2 separate regions of the Mus musculus genome follow, and region 2 is linked to region 1. Evidence: chromatin contacts called from public HiChIP or PLAC-seq data. All regions are on one chromosome and are shown on one strand. The core of a region is the stretch at or near the end of the contact, and the rest is flanking DNA. Distances in the headings are between cores, read along the strand shown. Region 1 overlaps Morrbid (myeloid RNA regulator of BCL2L11 induced cell death). Region 2 has its middle 4.0 kb from the start of Gm36154.

Region 1 (5,650 bases), core at 2,335-4,834:
CTCTTCCTGAGCTAAGCTAGCTAACCAACGAACTACAGGGATCCATCTGTCTCTCTGCCCCTCGAGCCTGGGTTCTAGACAAGTGCTACAACACCCAGCTTTTATGTAGGTGCTGAGGCTAACTGAGGTCCTTATATTTGAACTACAGGTCCTGTACCAGCTAAGCCTCCTAGCCAGCCCCCAATTCTCTTAATCACTTTTTTGCATGGTAAATACCTTCTGATATAGAGCTATCTCACAATCACCTTTCCAAATTCCATTACTAATCTGTGTGGGTGTGGGTGGGTGGGTGCTTCAATACCACAGTGTAAGTATAGCAGTCAGAGGACAATCTGCAGGGGTTAATTCTCTTCTTCTCTCACCATGCGGGATCAAACTCCGGTCATTGGGCTTGCCGGCAAATCCTTTTACCCACTGAGCTACCTTGCGGGCCCCTCTGTGGGTTTTTTTTTTAAATGTTTATTTTATAAGTATGGATGTTTTGCCTGCATGTATGTAAGGTATGTATCCATGGAGCCTGGAAGAGAACACTGGATGCCCTGGAACTGGAGTTACAGACAATCCATAAGCCTCCATGTGGTTCTGGGAGTTGAACCCAGAGCCTCCGAAGAGCACAAGTGCTCTTAATTGCTGAGCCATCTCTCCAGCCTCATCCCCTGTTTCCCCTAACCCCACACTGCTAGTCTTGATATTGCTGTGAGGTAATTTGCAAGATGAGATTACCACTTATATCAATGGGCCTTGATCAATCAGTTAGGGGCCTTCAGTAGAAAGACTAACCTCCAAGAAAAAAATGCCCCAGAGTCTCAATGTCCCACCACTGTGTTTTCCTAAACCCCAAAGGACTGGGAATTCTCAGCATTTAATGCAACACCGCAGGAAGAGTGGCTCCTGCATTACCAACTCCTATGGCTCTGTAGCCTGCTCTGTAGCCTGCTCTGTAGCCTGCTCTGTAGCCTGCTCTGTAGCCTGCTCTGTAACCTGCTCTGTAGCCTGCTCTGTAACCTGCTCTCTCATGTGGGCTTGAATCCGCACCACTGTGCAAACCAGCCCTTTAAATCTAAATCACTGTCTGTGTCTGTTTGTCTATCTCTCTCTCATGCACACATATGCATGTATATCTCCTGTGGGTCCTGTCTCTCTGGAGAAGCCTGACAAATGTGGTCGTCTTCCCAGAATTAACACTGTTCTCTGTGACAGACAGAATATGCATGGGTATAAAACAAGAGCAGAGGTGGCCTATTTCCCTTTGCAACTAAGTTCTTTTACTTTTCTCTAGCTTATGTAGAAGTGCATTTTCCTGAGCATGTTCTACCAACTTCCATTTAAAAACTCATACCAATCATCCACTCAGGATGGATGGCTTTGGTCCCCACAGGCAGGGGACACTTTCTCCACTAGACTGTGTCATCCTAGATTTTGTTGTTTCTCTCAGCATCTCTTCACTGATTTTATTCTCTAATGTTTAAAACCCCTGGAGTTGATAGCATCCTAAGATTGGCGGCTTGAAGAAACAACATTTATTTACATAAAATTTAACATACAGGTAAATATACTTATACACATGTGTAAACACATTTAAGTTCCTAGAGATTCATTTGAGGGCAGTGTTTTGGACCACTGAGTTTAGGGGAGGTTGCTTGCTTGAGCACAGACGGGGGACTTAGAGCATCACAACTTAGTGGCCACAGCACTAAAACAAAACAAAACAAAACAAAACAAAACAAAACAAAACAAAAAAAACAGAAAAACCGTTAATCACCAACAGCCCCAGAAGAATGAGTAGGGCTTGAGATGACCATCCTATCTGTGAGGAAATGTTGGGTACCCAGCCTTATTCAGGTAACCCGAGTTGCGGAGAGTTCATGAATGCAGTGACCACATCTTGTTGAAGAGACAGTGTTTCACGGAGCCCTCCTCATTGACTGCCTCTTACATTCTTCCTGCCCTTTCTTCTCCAGTGTTCCCCAGACCTCGAAGAGGGTAACACTTATGCTCCATTTAGGGCTAAGCTGTTGACAGTCACTTAATCAGTTATGAGCCTTGGCATAAAGCAGGGGGCCGTTTTTATAGATGTCCTAGATTGTGACATTTATTTGTGATGACCGAAAGAGGTGCTGCGTCTAAGAATATTGTGAACACACTAAGTATGTGCTGTGGCTGATCCAGGGATCCTCAGTGTGCCACGGGAAGTCAGAGAAAGTGACTGTGCCACCCAAAGGTGGTGAGAAGGTGTCCGGTGGGACCTCTGTGAAAGCCAAACTGCACTCCCCAGCTCTTACCAGGCCAGTCTGTCCACACAGGCAGGAGGGGCCTGGCAGCTACAGGCCTCCTTGCACACATCAGGAAAAGGAAACCATTTGAGACTCTAAGGGCTCAGAGTATGGGCAGACTGAGAGCACCTGGTGGTTCTGCTTGCCCTGTGGACCTAATCATGTATGAAGATCGTAAACCATCTCTGAGGGCAAAGTTGCCTGACCTCTGCAAAGCATTGGTTCCAGCATCCTTAACAGAGACAAACCTCACTCCCGTGCATAAGCCCTCTCTTTCTGAGCTGGTCAAGAGTCTCTGTAGGTTTTTGTCTTTTCAAATGTGCCCACCTGACTGGAATTTCTTTGCACTCAGGCTAAGTCAGAGAGAGCCATCTTTCTCTCCTGCAGCTGTGAGTTACACCCAACACTTGAAAATGAAACCGAGTAGTAAGAGGGGCTGAGGAAGAGTGTTCCTGACGGGAACAGAGGTTTGTTATCCAGAAAATGACGTGAGAAGCACTAGGGGAAACCTAGGGCATCTCGTAGCCAGGCACACAAGGTCGTGTGAGCTGACAATCTAATTATTCTGGTCCTAAACTCTCGAAAGAAAAATCCCAAGCCAGCATTTGACACAGTCATGCAGGAAAGCCCGCTTCTGCACCTCCATGCCCTCAATCAAATCTTACAAACACTACTCTGGGCTGCAGATTTTGTTTTTTGTCTGAGTGGATATCACCTCGGATCACTTGCATTAACTGCAGGTGTGTGATGCGGACAAAATGATTGCCCTCCCTACTTTTAGAACGTGCCTTGAATGTGAAGCAAGGAATTGTTTTCCCAAAGCCCACGGGACTGGAGATTTGCAGTGCAGATCTGCAGAGCCTGTGGCTGTCTGTCCACTCTTGGGGGCCCCAGCTCCCCTTGGACTAGTGCCAATAAGCCTCTGAAATGGAGGGTATCCTCTTCCTTCTGCCCCACTCCTTCCCAGCCCAGGCACGTCGTTGACACTCCATTTATGTGAGAAGCTTGGCATTAGCCGCAGGGCTTCACTCTTGACACTTGGACTAATTCTCCACTTTATATTCGTGATTGCCCTTCTGAAAGGAGAATCTGCTGCCAATGGCACCTGGGCATTTGAAAGTAAATATGATGCAAATACTGCCTCCCCGGCACATTCCCTCCTCAACTTTGGGATGAAGAGTGAGGATGAGAAGGAGGAGGTGAGCTGGGGTGCCCGACTCATTTGCATAATGGTGTTTGAGGCTGGGTGAAACTGAAACCATAGCCTGTGTGGGTGGGGCCTTGTTTCTCCTCACAGCTGCCCCCACCCCCCACCCCAGCAGCCAGGCCCCCTCTAGGCTCCTACAGAGGCCTAGGGATGGTGAGGCCCAGGGACTCAGGGCACCAGTGCGAAACCAGATAAAACACCTGGTGCTCCTACTGGCCACAGGCCCGCTGCTGAGCTCTGTGAACAAGCATGGGGGGGGGGGGGTGTCCTTTTTTTCTGATTCAGATTGCAATCTATTGGTGGGGCCCAGCGTGTGGCAGGGTGAGCCTTTGCCAGGAGAGCCAAATCATTTTGATCTTCAGTGGAATGCTCTCCCAGCTGAGTTATTTTTGACACTGTGAGGCAAGGCTTCTCTCCTCCAGTCATTTTTCAGTCAACTGGAGTCTTCCCAATCCCCGTGGCTGAAGCCCACAGATTAAGAGGGGACATCCAGCTCTCCCGTGCGATAAATGGCTTTTCTACCTACTTGGTGTCTGATAAGGTATCTTCACTCAGAAGTAATGTGAAAGTCCGACAGTTTTACAGATCCTGTTACCGTTGCTGAATAACGTCTCCAGGTGGCAAAGTGAGTTCTTGTAATATAAATGAAGCCAGCGTGTTTTTGCTACTGGACTGATTTGCCCTGAGGACAGGGTTTTCCACTATGGAACCCATCCCCCTGATAGGTGTGGAAGAGTGGAAGCCTTTTATATCTATACTTCCTTCGCTCTGTCTTTAGCTTGCTGTGGGTTCATGTCCTTGTTGGTAGAAAGAGGGGATGACCTCTCTACTGGAGTTTTCACGTGTGTGTGGGAGGTCTCAGCTCCTTTTCGAATTCTCTCTGAACATTCTGAAATCCGTTGACTTGTCAGACATTGGGAACACCACGCTGGCTTAGAAGAGCATGGCCTCTTTGATGAAAGCTTTCAGTCCGGAGCCTCTGGTGATGACGTTGGTAACCTTAAACTTGTTCATGGCCACAGTGGAATTCATGTGGGTTTTCCTTAATGGCAAGATAACGGAATAACTACAGAGCGTGTGGCCGTGTGGATGCAGCTGGACTCTGGCTCAGAAGCAAGAGTTGCAGTTTCCTGGGTGCTCCGAAGCTGGCTGGGAAGGTCCCAAGGATGTGGTAGTTCGTAGGCGGCAAAGGCCCCAGGAACTTGCAGCTTAAATCCATTTGTACCTGGGACAAATGTCGTGGTCCTGGTTTCCAGTCTTCCAAGGAGAGATCAGCTTTGGGCTGTCTGCTTTGTATTTGAAGATGTTTTTATTCGAATAATGAGGGGGAAAAAAGGGTGCTAGTTTGCCCAGGCACAGGAGGTTTGGTTTTCTGTTTGTTTGTGGGGTTTTTTGTTTTTCAGTACTGAGGGTGGAGCCTAGGGCCTCGCTAACACTGAGAAGCATGCAACCACTGTGCTATATTCCTGCACACCTGCGGCTCCGCAAAACATTGGTGTGGTGCTGGCTTTGGAAACCTATGGATGATACCATAAGTCAGAAACAGGAATGTCGTATTTAACTAAGTTCTAAGTTGTGACTGGTTGGTATTATTTTACCTATAACAGTTTGAGGTGAGGGGAGAGTGGTTTTAAAACTAGAATTGAGCTGCCGTGTTTATTTCCCTAGCATTCCCCGGGTGGTTATAGTATCCCTGATATCTTGGTGACATAAAAAATAGTGACTGCCCCTGACGGTGGCGACTTCACGGTTTGGAAGGTAAACCCAGCACCCACACTCAGGTTTCCTGAGGATCACATCCACGCTAGGCTGCAGGCTGCACGCAAGGTTCAATGTGTGAATCATCTCATTTCACGGTCACAGAATCCACAAGAAGGTTCCAGTATGACTCTGTTTCATAGCTGAGAGAGGTAACCTTCCTGAGATGACACAGCGTGTAGCTGGCAGAGCCTATACATGAAGGTAAACAGTTGGATCAGATTTCAAAGAGCATGCCCGTAATCACCATTTCAGTGCCCAGAAGCAGCAAGGGCAGAGAACTCAGGGCTCTGTCTATGAGTGAAAGCATAAAACCCCAAAGACTGTTTTCATCATGACACTCAGATAGTTGGAAGGCTTTAGGCTTTGAGCATAGTGAGAGAGACAAAAGATGCCAAGACAGGTGGAGGGG
Region 2 (5,650 bases), core at 1,524-4,023, 67 kb before region 1:
CGCCTCGGTTAGACCACGGGAAAAGACTCAGACACGTTTTAATAAAGAGGCATCTTGACAAGGCTGCCTCAAAACTAGTCAAGTCTAAAGACATCAAAGTTTGAGACAATATCACAACCGAGAGAGGCCTACGGAGGGTGATGACTAGACGAAATGTGCTGCGCTGAGTGGGATCCTAGAGCAACGCTCAGGAGATCTCAATAAAATGTTGACCTTGTCAGTAACAATACGCCGTTAACCGGGACACGGGACTGTGTTAGTTACAAGACGTTAACGTAAGGAGGCTTTGGGCAGGAGGCTGTCTGGGAAGTCTCCACCCTGAAAGCCCTGCTTTCGCCACAGTTTCAGCTCCCTGTGATCAACCGTGGTTCAAAAACATTAAACAGATAATTCAAAAAAGAAGATTCATTGATTTTTAAATTGAAAGCCATCTGAGAAGTATCCAGGACAGGAATCTTTTTTTTTCCCTCTCTCTCTCTCTCTGGCATATCCATTCAACGACAGTGGAATACACATCTTCCCCCAGGGACTCCCGAGATAGCCATCGAGACAGGGCACATTCTGGCTCACAAAAGAAATGTCACCAGATCTGCAAAGATTGAAAGCATACAGGTGTGTTCTTGGACCCCAATAAATAAGGCAGAAATCAATAACAGCGGTGAATGAACAAGTCCCCCAAAGACTTGACAGTTCACTGGTCAAAGAGGCAGTGTCAAGAGAAACTGAAAAAGAAAAACTGCTTTTAAATAAAAATGAGAAGGCACAGATATCAGAAGGGGGGAGGGGTGGGACTCATGGAACTCTGAGAGGGAAATTTACGGCAGTAAATACGTGCGTTAGAAGAGAGAGGAGACTTCGAATAAATAATCTCTGTTCCGAGACTCCGCGGAAAAAGAATGCAAAGATTCTCAGTGAGCTGAAAGAAGGGAAAAGGTAGAAAAATGGGGAAATAGGGGCTAATCCAGGACACAGAAGCTAGGTTCCTGAAAAGGTCACTAAACTCGTGAGGGGGTGGGAGCAGAGTTAGGGAAAGGAGGGGCAGAGAGTGGATTAATCCTAACTAAGGGTGTATGAAAAACTGTTAGGAGACACCACTAGTTTGTAAACTAGTTAAAAATACATTTCTTTAAAAAGGAGTTTGAGCAGAGGTACCAAACATAAGTGAGCAATTCTGTTCCAAAAAGACACAGGTTCTTACATGGAAATCTGGACCCTAGGCACAAGTTACCACCTCCCCATGGATGATTGATCAGGGAGGCTCGAATACAGGCTTCCAAAGAATATAGGCAGTTGTCTTGGCTCTTGGTTCCCCACTATAACTAAATAACAAGACCCTTTCACTGATTATAGGACACAAACAAATTGATATTAAATTGACCAGGAACTGTTTCCTCCTGGTCAGTGTTGTAGTTCTGGAAAGTGTTGTGTAGGCTGTTGGGGAGTAGGGCAATCAATGTTCTTATTTACTGGACCCTGATTGTTATAATATTGACCTATCAGGCGATACATGTTTACCGGTACAATAGCGGCAAGACTGTTTATGAAGGTAACAGATGTTCTCTTCATTGGCTTTGAGGCCTGCTTCACAAAAGTTATACCTGGTAGCTTAAACACTGTCAAAACCCAAGGCTAGAGATGTCACTAGCCCAAGGGGAGAATCTATTAGTATTGTTCTTCTAGATGGTGGTTAATGTAGAGACTCCCAGCTATTCCAAATGCTGAGACCAGGCTACTGTGAGTACTTAGCCACAAATGGGACTTGTACAGCAACCCTCCCTCTCTAAGGGTCAGGGAACAGTGCGGACAAATGTGTGGAAAGATTTCTTAAGTCTGCTTTCGCGGATTACAGTGCTAACTAGCCTCACATTAATGTTTTTGGTTATTAACTATGCAGTTTTTGTCCTCATTCAGCACCATGGACTTTCTGAAATTCAAATGTAACTCAGCAGCCTGTGTTTTGCTTGGCAACCCACCTGCATCTCAGGGCTATGCATTGGCTTGTCCCAGCTCTACTGACATCTCTGCTGCTTGTGAAAGTCTGAGACTTGCAGATTCTCAGAAGGGACAGCTTCCCTCCTACCATGTCAGGGTCTCCCAGGAGCCCGTGAGCAGGTGAGCCACTGGCCTGTCCACCCTGCTTCTTTCCAGCCCCTGTAAGTCTGCAGTCAGTCTTCTTCTCACTGTTATTGCCCGAGATCTCAGAGCTTATGGGCTGGGCTTGCCAGGAGAAAGAAAAAATATCCACCCAAAAGACAAGAAGTTTGGGGGACCCTGGGCCACATGCTCAAGTACTCAGAGCTCCTGATCCACAAAGGTGTGTGTGTGTGTGTGTGTGTGTGTGTGTGTGTGTGTGTTAAAGAAGGTTCAAATTCATGAGGATGGGAAGTGAGAGTGCAAGGCTGGCCACCTTTCTTCATCTCTCTCTTTCCACACCTTCCTGCCCAAACTGGTATTTTTGTCTTTTATGAATTACAAGTAAGGCCTTTGTTGAAGTCTGGGGATCTAAGGTCGGCTTTGGAGGGTTGTGGGGAGTCTTTTTAGTTCCTGCGGCTTTGTCTTTCTGAGCCTTTTCAGTAGGTTCTATTCCTCCTCCCCTCCCCTCCCCACCCCTGCCACGCCCTTGGCTGTGCCCCTTTCAGCACATTCCCACACTCTGATTCTTCTGTGGCCTGCTGTTGGAACGTCTCTGAAATTCCCATGGGCTTCTGCTCAGCCAGCGCCCTTCCCTTGGAGTACACATGGGATCACAGCACACATGTTTTCCCAGACTCTCTCAGGCCGACTTCCTGTTGGGAGCCCTGGAACTCTGAGCCACTCAGTACCATGTGACTTCAGTACTGGGTGTGGCATCTCCTGGGTGAAAGCCACATCCTCTCCCTCTTCAGCAGACATGCAGGTACAGAGGGCCTGAAACTGTCACTAGCATCTCACCAATCTGGTCTACGGCTTCCAGACTGTTTGTAAAGTCAGTTTAAGCCACAGCCATTGTCAAAAGTTACATGTAATCCTCTAGGGATACAGACATACCAGTTTCTCATTATTAACAGAACACCTATCAGTAGTAACTGAAGGAAAGAGGCTTTGTTTTGGCTTACAGTTTGAGGGCACAGTTCGCGAGAGAAAATTGTGGCAGGGACAGCAACTGTGGCGTGTACCACTCTGAGGTCTCCCAAGCCCTTCCATATGCAGGTCCCATGGAGTCCTGATGCCTCTATGACACAGCAGTAGCAAGGGATTTTGTATGATGGAGGAGGATACCCTGCCCCCCGCCCCCCCCCCCCCATTACAGTTGGTTTTAGTGTCAACTCTCCATAAATTAGAATCCCCGGAACTGTCTGAACTGAAGATGTGCCCTGATTGTGTGAGTGGCTTGGGGAAGACCCTCTCCCACTTACTGCCCTTATTCACTTGGCCTCCCCTCTTGCTTCAGCGATGATTTACCCTGAGGCTGCTGATTCCTTTCCTCACAGTAGAACCAGTGCTCCTAGACTTCCACTGATGACTGTGGTCCAGGAATCTGCCAGGTTTTCAGGGCCAGGTTGGCACTGCTGAGACACACAACCTTGTGGATGGAGCAATTCCTGGGTGCTGGCTTCTCCAGTGGGAGACAGCTACTGTGGGACTAATGGACAATCAGCCTCAAAACCGAATGACTGCTGTCCTAGCCCCTCAGGGATGATTCTGCTGTTATTGCTATCTTCACACAAGCTGACTTAGTACCTCCCTTAATACAATATATGTATATATATATATACATATGTATATTATTATAAACACATATGTGTTGTAAATATATATTAAACATGTATTATAAATGCACACATATATCTTTCGCCTGGCTTCATAATTCTGTGCTTCAATTTCCTCACCTGAAAAATGAGAAAAATATTGAGACTTATCTTCTCCAAAGTATGAGGGATGAGCTTTCTCTGAAGCTGTCTACTGAGCAGGTTTCAGTGAGCTAAAACACACTAAGATCTTAGCATAAAGCCCAACACACACGTACACATGTATATGCTTAACCTAAATATACCCCAATTTCTTCAACTCTGTCACATCCCCTAAGAGTTCCATAAACCACCCACAAGGCGGCATCACCCACTAGGAAGCAGGCATTTAAGTACAGGAGTCAGAGGAGGACATTTCACGGCATTCACAGTAGGCCCCAGTTTACAATGTTTCTTTTCACTCATTCATTGTTGCTGAAAGATCTTTTCAGAGGTGTAAACATGATCATATGGAAGTCAGGAGTCTGCCAGGTTTGGAGGGAGGTGGAGGACGGGAGGGAAAAGGCAGTCAGGGGCCAGTGTACATTTGTACATCACACTCTCCTCCCACTCAGATGATGCTGACACCATGGTGATGACCATTGAGATGATGTCATGGGGTTAAAACTCACTCCAGTGACCTGCATGAAAGGGAACACTTGCCTGGGGCTTTGTCTTTCCTGCCCCATCTCCAGGTTTGGATTGCCATGATAGAATCCATCACTCAGGCTCAGACCTAGCCAAAGGCTCACCAGAGTCACATAAATCCCCTCAACTGTGGCGTGACCTTGCCCTCCTGGTCTCTCCCTGTCAGCTATTTCCTGGACACCTGCTAGCTGGAGCTGTCTGTGCTTTCTTCAGAGACCCCCTCAGCCTCAGCCTCAGCCTTGCCCTCTGCCCTGCACGTCTGCCTCCCTCCTCTTTCCCCCCACTTCTGCTCTCTTGCCCCCATCACTTACCCTGCATCACCACCTCCACTTGACCCCAAGCCCCTGCACTCTAAGCCTCTATGGCAGTCCTTCCAGCTGTCTGCCTAGCGCTACAGAGGGGTATAGGCAGGAGAAGACAGCAGGTGACTGGAACTCACACCTGTGTCTCACAAGAGACATGGCACCATAGTGATGCTCACTGGTGCCCATTTATTCAGCTAGACTCTGCACCTGGCAGCCTGGTTTGGTTAAGCACAGAGAATGAGAATGGCTTCCTAAATGGCAGGAGCCTTTTGGACTCCAGAGTTTCTCATGGTTCACGGAAGTTTGCAAATGAAGCTGAGCGTTAAACACAAGTTGAAGCACATTTTAGGGAACGCAAGAAACTTCCAGAATTGGAATATGTTATGGGAGAGCGATGATGAGGTGCAGGGCGCTGGCCATCCAGGCAGAGCCCTTGCCTTAACTCCTGCCACACCTGTAGAAGATGAGGTTCCAGAAGGTTGCTGGCACCATCCTGGGCACTACATTATGACCCCGGGTGGAGGGAGATCTCTGCACTAAATGTGATAGTCACACTTAGATCTGGCTGGTGCATAAAGGATCTACAAGGAACGATGGAGGTTGAGTGGAGCCAGTATGAATGGCCAAGTACACTCAGTTTGCAGACACATGGAGGCCTGGCCACTGGGGAAGCCTTTAGGGACTGGCCAGCAGGACCGCAAGAGGGACCCTTGCTCCCTGGTGTTGGGGAGGTGGGATCTTTGCAATGACAGAGAAAGGAGTACAGGCCTCCCGAACTACTGGGGATTTTACAGGACTTTTGAAAAATTGGGATTTGAAACTTTTAAAACCATGCAACATTTTCTTAGTTGCAAAACAACAAAAATTACATAATTTCAAAGCTGTGCAAGAGGATGAGGCAAAAGCATGAATCATTTCCCATGCTACAGA

The links. HiChIP or PLAC-seq counts read pairs in DNA pulled down with a chosen protein or histone mark.
Region 2: a contact with region 1 is called in an H3K4me3 HiChIP or PLAC-seq map of the SCID.adh cell line, with 10 read pairs. The contact joins two enhancer-like sites. A contact is called at or near these places in 1 of 15 datasets of contacts at CTCF or cohesin (CD8 T cells), 8 of 484 Hi-C or Micro-C datasets (the C3H10T1/2 cell line, ECoMG myeloid progenitors, bone marrow and 5 more), 6 of 115 datasets of contacts at active chromatin or transcription factors (CD8 T cells, the SCID.adh cell line, bone marrow-derived dendritic cells and 3 more) and 1 of 9 other capture datasets (bone marrow-derived macrophages).

Annotation. Positions count from the first base shown.
Region 1 is chr2:128,401,280-128,406,929 of GRCm38.p6, reverse strand. All of the region lies in intron 1 of Morrbid (myeloid RNA regulator of BCL2L11 induced cell death), which reads left to right. Among named protein-coding and RNA genes, the nearest start is that of Gm14010, 19 kb to the left of the region's middle. Within about 2 kb of position 3,584, at least 26 of the 459 cell types and tissues checked have an H3K27ac peak or open chromatin away from gene starts, as enhancers often do. A contact at or near this core is called in the SCID.adh cell line, where this site is marked.
Region 2 is chr2:128,467,679-128,473,328 of GRCm38.p6, reverse strand. No RefSeq gene overlaps it. Among named protein-coding and RNA genes, the nearest start is that of Gm36154, 4.0 kb to the right of the region's middle. Within about 2 kb of position 2,773, at least 85 of the 459 cell types and tissues checked have an H3K27ac peak or open chromatin away from gene starts, as enhancers often do. A contact at or near this core is called in the SCID.adh cell line, where this site is marked.